Linked DNA regions of Gossypium hirsutum: region 1 is linked to region 2. Evidence: chromatin contacts called from public Hi-C data. All regions are on one chromosome and are shown on one strand. The core of a region is the stretch at or near the end of the contact, and the rest is flanking DNA. Distances in the headings are between cores, read along the strand shown.

Region 1 (4,508 bases), core at 1,399-3,898, 280 kb after region 2:
TTATTGGTAAATATTTATTTTAATATTTTTAGTGTATTTGATGTATTATATATTTTTAAAAAGTTATATAAAAATAATAATATAAAAAAAATTTAATACGATCAGGCCGAGCTTGGAAAAAAATTTAGGCCCATTTTTCATTTTGAGCTAAGCCCAAGCTTAGAAAATGGGCCTAAAATTATGTTGAGGCCTATCCCAAACTTGGCCCAACCCATGATCACTTCTATCCTCTTGCGACATCTCATGTTTGATGTCGTGACTTTGACTTTGTAATGTTTTAAAAACTTTGCAATTTGGTCCTCAAGTTGGGGAGCTTGCTTACTGTTTTGGGGGTCGCAACACCGCAACCCTGATGTTCTGACACCGGCTTGAAATATTTTGATAACTTTATAATTTAGTCCTTGTTCGACCTTAAGATAGTAATGAGCTTTTGTAAGCTCGTATGTGACCCATAAATGATTATGGATTGCATTATATGTATATAATATGTGTATCTAAATTTATAATGGTTGAATTTTTATATAATTGATCTTAGTTGCTCTTAGTTGATCTGACAATGAATGTGGTATCTTGTAATTCGAACTCGATGATCGGGTTAAGCATGAGGTGTTACAAATACTATTAAAATTTTTTAAAAACAAAATTTAATACTATTTAAAAGGATTATTAAGAAGAACTTATATGAAATCTAAAATGGTCTCAAAACACATTTTAAGAAATTAAGACTTTATAAAATATTTTAAACGGTTTAAAAATCCAAAAACCCTAAAAATCAATAAAAATATATTTGGTATAATTACATATATTTTTATATTTTTCTTAAGCAACTTGTTACATTAAAGAAATAAATATTATTTGAGGAGTTAGCTTTTTTACAAAAGTAGGGCAGAATTATTAAATAGTATTACATAACTTATTCAAGTATTTATTTATAGAATAAAATAATTGTATCTTACATCTTTCATAATAATATGGCTTATTAGTTTTATCATTTTTGTACAACAATATGCTTTATTATTCCTAAAAACTATACCATATTTAGCAATGTTTTGCTCTAAAATATGGGAATTTTGCTTAATTGGTTTAAAAATGAGAATGCACACTAGTTTTTTAATCAACATTTACACATAATTATTAGAGTAATGAAAAACTTCTATATAATTAAATGATTTCATTTTACGCTTCTATCCTAAAAAAATTTATATTAATATAAAATGTTTATTTTTAAATATTAAATTAAAAGACATGAAATAATTTATATAAATGGTTACAAATTGTTGGGTGGAAATTAATATTTAAAAGATTTATTTATTTAAAAATTACTTTTAAAAAAAAGGTGGTGGGTGCAATTAAAAGGTACAATATACTTTTAATGAGAGAATTCGAGTTTGAACTTTGTAAACAATATTGTTGAGAGACACAGTCACAAATCTTAAAAGGATAATCTCCACAAATCGTAAAATAAAATAGAAGATACCTTAATTTCGAAAAATCAACCACACCAATTAGAATCCAATTATTAATAAACTTGCTTCAAATTAGTGGCGAAGCCTTTCTATTTAGGTTCTTTTATAGTTTATAAAATTTTAAATTAGTAAGATAAAACTATATTTTGACCCCAAAAATGATAAAAATTTAATCTAATCCTTTAATAATTATAAAGATATAAACTATTAAAATTATGAAATTACATTTTTTATTAACGTAAAATATACAATTTAATTCCGACCCCGAAAAAAAATTTCTAACTTCGCCCTCTAGTAAATTAACATTTCATTGCTTTCTACATTACTAATTAAATACATTAATTATTACTTTAAAAAATAATTTCATTTTATCTAAATTATTATTCTTTAAATTTACAAAATTCTTATCAAAGTATAATATTGCAAATTATTAAAAACATACTTAAATAAATTAATATAATATATTTAATCAAATGCATATTATTAATTTATGCTAGAGGCGTTCATAGGTCAGGTTCAGACTGAGCCCATATAAGGTATCTAGATTAATTTCTTAAGCTCGGGCCCGACCCAAAAAATGAGCTTACTTTTTTGTCCAAACTTGATTCAATTTAAGAAAGATAAACCCGGACCCAATCTGATCCGCCCATATTTGATTTTTTATATTAGTTTTTATTTAAAAATAATTCTTGAAAAAATATAATACATTAAATGCAGTAAAAATGCTAAAATAAAAGTTTTCTAACACATTAAAAATACATTAAAAAGTATTTATATTAGAAAACAATATAATAAATAAAACACAAATAAATATAATAAATATTTTATTGTATTAAATATAATTTTTAAAATTTTATATTTTGGGTTGAGTTATTTAGTTGGGTAAATATTTTTTTAGATTTTGGGTAATAAATTTAAATGTTATTAGATTAATGATTATATATATAATTAATATAATATTTTTATTAACATAATTTATATTCCGGCCGAGTTAGTCTTCAGCAAAAATATCTTGACTCATATAAAAAAATAAACTTTAAATTTTTCCCAGATTTATTTTTGGAATTTCATATTTTATCTAAATTCTTTTATTTTTTGATGCATTAAAAAAACTAGTTATTAGGAAACACGGTCAATTTCGGACCACCCATTAAACGTGAGTACGTGACCATGAAATCAGCGCCAACTTAGTACTCAGATTGGGCCCACAAGCCCATAACTGTCATTTCAACTTCAACCCCAGAAACATGTTACGGAAACGTAGTTCAAAGCGAGCGAGTTGAGTGAGTGAGTGACTCATCTGATCGTCTACGATCCGGTACACACTAACCTAAACTCCGGTAACGCAGCACCATCGGCAACCATCACCGATGATGAGCCGCCGTGTTTTCTCGTTTCTCCTCTTCTTCCTTTTCTCTCAGATCTTATCCTTCGCTTTCAATCCTCTCCAATCAAACAATCCCCAAATCGTACAGGTAAGAAAAAAAATCAAATTAATAGAAATAATTGATATTAAAGTTTCTTAATACTCATTAAATTTGTTTTTTCCCCTTCGGATCAGGATGTAATTGAGAAGATTGCTTTGAAGCAGAAATGGGAGCTGGAAGGGCTTAATTTTTCAAAACTGGAATTGAGTAAGGTTAGGTTCGGGACTGGCAAAAGATGCGAGTTCCGGATCCGATTTGGAAAAACTCATCTGCTCTTCAAATTCCCCGACGAAGTTTCTTCCTTGAAAAAGTTTACCAAACGAAGTAGCAACGATTTTCTTGATTTTGTCAATGAAATTAATTCCTCGGCCGTACTCGAGCCTTTTACAATGGAAGGTCCCTTCGAGTTACGCCTCTCTCCCGGTCACCAAGCTTCCCTCCTCTTTCCGGTATGCTTCTCTTTTTTCCCTTTTATTTTAATTCCTCATCAATTACATAGAAAGGAGTTGTTGGTTTTTTTTTTGGGGGGGGGGCTTAGTTAATCTTTAGAGATAGCTTAGAGTTTAAAGTTATCTTAATCAATGTTTGATTTGAATTATGTGTTTAATTGGACCTTTGCAAATAATAGTTATCAATAGTAGTAGTCTGAAGCTTGGGTATTTGGTCATCAGCTGAACACTTCACATACTGATCTGAAACGAGTCCTTGTTGGTCATGGCATCACTTTACAAGTAAATGGAGCTCAAGAGATCTCTCTTTTCCATACGTTTAATCTCGGTTTACCGGCAAATGAAAATGGTGTCAAGGAGAAGAGTAGTGGATATTGGCCCTTCTCGCATTCATTCTGTAGGTCCTTACTTCCTGTGCATGTTTTACGGTCGGTGTCTCTTGCTGCCTACCGAACTCGGAACCCTGATGCCCACATTGAAGCTCACTTCCCATCCAAGGATACTATTGAGCTGCTGCCTGAAAAGTGTTATGGGATTGATGGTTACACGAAACAACCTTTCCCCATAGATTCTATAAGTTTGAGGATAGCCAGGTTACAAAAAATCCTTAGGACATTTCTAGGTGATAGAAACAATCAAAAGCAGTTTTTAGGTTCTCTTAATGTGAAAACTAAAGCATCACCTATCGTTCATTTCCAGTTAGAGTTGGAAAAAGAAATTGGGAACAATGAGAGTGTTCGTGGTATGTTAGCTGAATGGAGGACAAAGCCAACTGTTGAGAGACTATGGTTTGATGTAATGACAAGAGTTGAAGGAGACAAATTGAAGCCCCTTCTGATAAAGAAGGTCCGACCTTTTGTTAGTGGAGATACAGTCTCATGGAGTAATTTATTGTCAAACATTTCTTTTACAAAGTTCCCATCCATTCTTGTCCCTCCTGAGGCTCTGACATTGGATGTCAAATGGTAGTGGAAAACCTTGTAAGATGTTTTTGTTTTCAGTGATATTTACAGATCAATGCTATACGCCATTATCTGTCTGTTGAATCTTCGGTTGATTTGTGTAACATATGCGTGTCACTTATGTCAAACCCGCCTTGGATTGGATTTGTAAATAATATTTACAAAAAGAAAAAAAGAAAAGAAAAAAAGGGAGTGATGAAAGAG
Region 2 (4,851 bases), core at 25-2,524:
CAGCAAGTACACTATCAATATGATACCCACAAACCTGGAAAGCAGGGCCTGAAACAGATGGAACAGATATGGTTCGAGAAACTGCTCCCACAACAGAAATGTTCCTTCTTCGGTTAGCCACGTGAGAATCAGATCTTGCAGCCAAAACAGTCCCGGGTTGCAAAAGTCCTCGCAAATCCACAAGCCTCGAAAATCTTAAAGAGTGAAAAAACCTGTAATTCCCAAACCCAAGCTTCCCTGTACCTATCAGAACTTCTATTGAATCCTGACTCCCGCACTCTGTTCTCTGAATTCCATTCTGAACTGCACTCCTCAGTCTCCAAAAATAAGTAGATGGCATCTTATCCTCTTAAGCAAAGCAATTTTGCTTCGAACAGTCTATTACAGAGAACACAAAAGTCACTACTATATGCAGAAGAATATCTCATAACTTTCTAACACATCTAAACCTTAGAGTACTAAAAACATAGATAATTCCTGCTCTCCCTTCAAAAAACAGCAGGAATTTAGAAACCTGGAAAGAAAGGCAAAAGTTTGCAGACACCAAGTTAATAAACCAACTAAATAAATAAAGAAACAAATGGACCAAAATAAAGAAAAAGATTGCAAACGATAATACGATACATATAAATTACGTTAAATGAAACAAAATAGAGAAAAGTACAAATAAAAAAAAGTTCACCTGAGCTTGATTTCAATTTAAAAAATCAATATAATAATCTAAATCCGCCATAGAAAGGAATCAAAATCAACCCAGATATGATATAATTATTCCAAAATCAGCTAATTAACAAGACGATCTAACAGAAGAAAAATGGAAAGAAATCCTAAATTCCTTGAAACCAAAAATTGCAGAACAAAAAGTCAAAACTTCAAAGAAAGAAAAAGCACATACTAAAAGGCAGGAAAACTCACATTTACAGAGCCATCAAAGCAAAAACCCTAACCCCCTCAAAGTTCTGGGGACCTAGAAATGAATCGATCGGTTTAGAAAGAACCACCAGAAACCGGTTCTTCTTTCTGCTTGCCTTGAGATGAAACCTTAAAAGAAACAAAAGACTCCAAATATCGAGATGCAGAATGTTCTGGCAAAAAGTGGAAGTAAAGAAAATTCTGGGGGGCGACGATGCTCAGCAAACCCAAATCAATGAAACCCTAAAAACAGGTGAGTAAGGGAGGGAGGCCAGCCGTAATAAAGCTAAAGCCTGAAACTTACCTATTTTCACTCGAGAATTGTCACGGATAATCTTTTGACCTAAACCTGGCAAATTTAAATGACCGAAAAATTTACTCAATGGTTTTGGTTGTTTTGGAGATTTCGACGAGGGTAGAATTGTCTTTAAGACACTTAACGGTACTCCGTATGTTATGACGTATATTATATTTAATGATCACCCAAATTAGTTGGACGCCGAAGATCGGAAGTGGAAAGTAGAAATATTTTTATATTAATCTCATTATATATTTTTATCATATGTGTTCTTTTTAATATAATGAATATAACTAGCCGTAACTCTTTCCTAACCTTTAAATAGGAGGATAATGCGCTTCAATGCATTTAAACCCATGTTTTCCTATATTGACAATAATACTGATACCAATTGAGCTAAGACTTGATCTATAGTAAAGTTAATATTTTTAAAGTTTGTATCATTCTGTAAATGATCTTTTTATTTGAAATTGAATTAAAAATAAATTAGACATTTTTTATCCAGGAAAAGTTAACTTTGTTACAATTTAGACTCATTTGATTCTTTTTAATAGTACAGAGACTAAATTAATCTATTTAAATAAATGGGTTAATTTGATCCAATCATTATAATAAAGGAATCTTTCAAATACTTTAACCTTGTATTATATCTTAGATTGCATTTTAGTCTTTCAACTGAAAAAATAAAAGGGGAATTTTCTAAGAAATCCCTTTAATTGCTATTTAAATGTCAAAACACCTCAGAAATTAACACCATTTGGATGGAGTACTAAAGTGATGGACGAGAAAAAAGTATAGGTATCAAAATGAACAAATTAAAAATATAGATATTACATTGACAATTTCATTAAAATATAGGGATAAAACTTGCAATTATCCGTTTTACTTTTAATGTGTGTTATTTTCCTAAGTACTATTACAATTATGACATCATAAAAGTATCCAATTTACATTAATAATTTTATTTATTTTTATAATTGTTTAGGTAATTTGCAACTATAAAGTAATTGAAGTCCAATGTTGACGAGGATGATACAATAAAGAATGTTGTCTCCATACTCCTCTGCCCTTATTGGTATCAGAGCCAGCACAACTCTAAGATTTTCTTTCATATGAGAAAGCCGGATTCAGAAAGGAAGAGAGCATTTCCAAAAATGAATCCCTCTAGAACTTCCATTACCAAAGCACCTGTTTCTTTGCCTAGTTTTCCTTTAAAATCCCATTCTGCAAAAAAGATTTCTTCTTTATATGAAGTCGAGTACTTCACTAAAGAGGAAAAGGTTCAAGCTACTGATCTACCTCTTGTAAATCCCTATTCTACCTACCGAAAACCTGTTTTTTCTCCCATAAAGAGTATTAAGTCTTTAATTAGTACTAGTAGGAAAAATGTTCGTGAATATGTACAGTCATCAAAGTTCGATAAGCATCTGATCTATGGTGGTCAAGAGAAACAATTTGTTACTCTTGAAATCCCCTCCAATTTCCCACAAGAATGGAGCCAACATGGATATTTTCATATCCATTTTGGAGCGGTCAGATTAGCATTAAATTATCATGAAACTTCAGAGAAACCTGTCGTGTCCAGGATCGCCCTCCTTGATTCCAGATATAAGCGCTACCAAGATGTCTGTATTGGAACCGTTGAAGCTACCCTAAGCTCGGGAATGGCCATGGTAACTTTGTTTCCAAATTTTACCATGTCTTTACAAGATCCAAACCTATTGGATGCCTTAAAGGTCCAAATCCAGATTATTGGCGCAGAAATGGTGGAATCAGCAGTAACAGCGACTCTCCACTATCAAATAGTGTATCGAGTCTAAGACCATGCATTCAATCTGTCAAACCAAGGATCTGAAGATTCAGAAACTTCTGCTGGGGATTCTAGAGATATTCCAGTTTGGAAATGGAGATAGTGAAATGTTGATAGATCCGAGTGCTGAACAGGCAACCTCTTGGAAAGACAAGCTTGTAGGCCAATCTTCCAAATCTGATGGTAATGGTATAGAGGATGAGGAGGATTATGATTTACTGGAAACAGATATCCAAGACTCTATTGTGAACAGTATTTCTTCTATTGAGTTTTCAGATCGAATCCATTAAATCCTCATCGAGGATATGGAAAATACAGTGATATTGAAACTTTTGGGTCTCAATATTGGGTACTCGATTTTGCAAAATAAAGTCTATAGTCTGTGGAAGCCCTCCTCATCTTTTTATTTGATGGACATAGAAAATGGTTACTTTCTGGCCAAATTTCAGAACAAGCTTGATTATGAAAAGATCCTTTCTGGGGGTCCATGGATTATATTTGGTCAATACTTGATAGTTCAACCTTGGACAGTGGCCTTTAATCCAGCACAAGCTTTTTCGAAGGTGGTTATGTCATGGATTCGGCTTCCGGGTTTGTCAGGATACTTGTACAAATGGAAGATTTTGGTAGAAATAGGGGGAATGATTGGGAAAGTTACCAAATTGGATATGAACACCGACAACAAAGCAATAGGCCGTTTTGCCTGAATGGCGGTCTATGTCAATTTGGATAGGCCACTGGATTTTCAAGTTTTAATTAATGGCAGAATACAAAAGGTTGAATATGAGTTTTTACCGATGGTTTGCTTTCATTGTGGAAGATAATGGACATGTTAAAGAAGCTTGTGCCTTTAGGGCATCCGAATGCATCACTAGAAAGGAACCACCACCGCTTGAAATTTCACCAGGAAATCATAACAAGGTCGTCGATGGCACAGGTGAGAAAGGCTATTCATACGGGCTGTGGATGTTAGTAGAAAGGAAATCTAGGTGAAATTTTAGGGATTCCCCGCAAATAAATGTTAAAAATCTGGCGAAGGACAAAAGGGGGTTTCAGTTTAGAGCCTTGAAGGAGATGGAATTAAATGATGAAGTGATGGATTCTTTTAGGCAAAACAACGGTCAAACGGTGAGTAGAATTGTGGACAAAAGCTCACTTGATGAATTGGGCTTTAAGAATCTTGCGGGCCTAGTGTGTTTTAAGAAATTGCTAGTGGGTCATCCGTTGGGCCTGGTTCGTCAAGCAGAATAGCTGATGATGTCCACCTCATGGTTAGTGAATCCATTAAGAGCCCAAGGAAGAAAAGCATGCTATTGGACCTTAGTGGGTCACTTGGAGGCAAGGCCCTTTCAAATATGAATAGGGATATGGATGGCCTGGAGAAGCAGTAGGCTATTGCTTCTACCTTCGACAACCAATGATTGGAGATCTTAGAAGGGTCTGATGGTTCGGGTTTCATGTCAATTAGTGAAAATGGTGGCGCTATTAAGGAATCTTGCTATGCTCCACAATCAGAGAAGGAAGGTTCGGTGGATGATGTTACAGCGATGATGGTCGGCAGCCTTGATCCCAACAAAAACATGGTTGTAATTTTTAAAGAAAATAGGGATCCAAAAGATGATTCTAGGGATGAGGAGAATACTGGAATGATTTTGAAGAATGGCGTGGTTCGCGCACTTGGTAGGGAAATGGTGATAAATTCAGAGGTGGAAAAATAATAAAAAGCTTAATAAAATTAATCATGGCCGAAACAACCGATTAAAAAATGTTGATAACTCAAGAGTCTCGTTGTATGAGTCCATGAATCATTTAGACAAGATTGTTTCGACTA

The links. A called contact is a pair of places that touch in the nucleus more often than the background predicts.
Region 1: a Hi-C map of leaf shows a contact between it and region 2, with 2.2 times the contacts expected there. The contact joins the promoter of LOC107922537 here to the promoter of LOC107922270 in region 2. A contact is called at or near these places in 4 of 34 Hi-C or Micro-C datasets (callus, leaf and petal).

What each region holds. Positions count from the first base shown.
Region 1 is chrD01:20,093,458-20,097,965 of Gossypium_hirsutum_v2.1, forward strand. It overlaps LOC107922537, which reads left to right and starts at 2,649. Exons shown (of 3, transcript XM_016852622.2): 1 at 2,649-2,941; 2 at 3,028-3,342; 3 at 3,565-4,508. The coding sequence starts at 2,837. The coding sequence ends at 4,311.
Region 2 is chrD01:19,811,706-19,816,556 of Gossypium_hirsutum_v2.1, forward strand. LOC107922270 (probable protein phosphatase 2C 55) reads right to left here and starts at 1,275. Exons shown (of 6, transcript XM_041087272.1): 1 at 916-1,275; 2 at 1-378. The coding sequence starts at 340.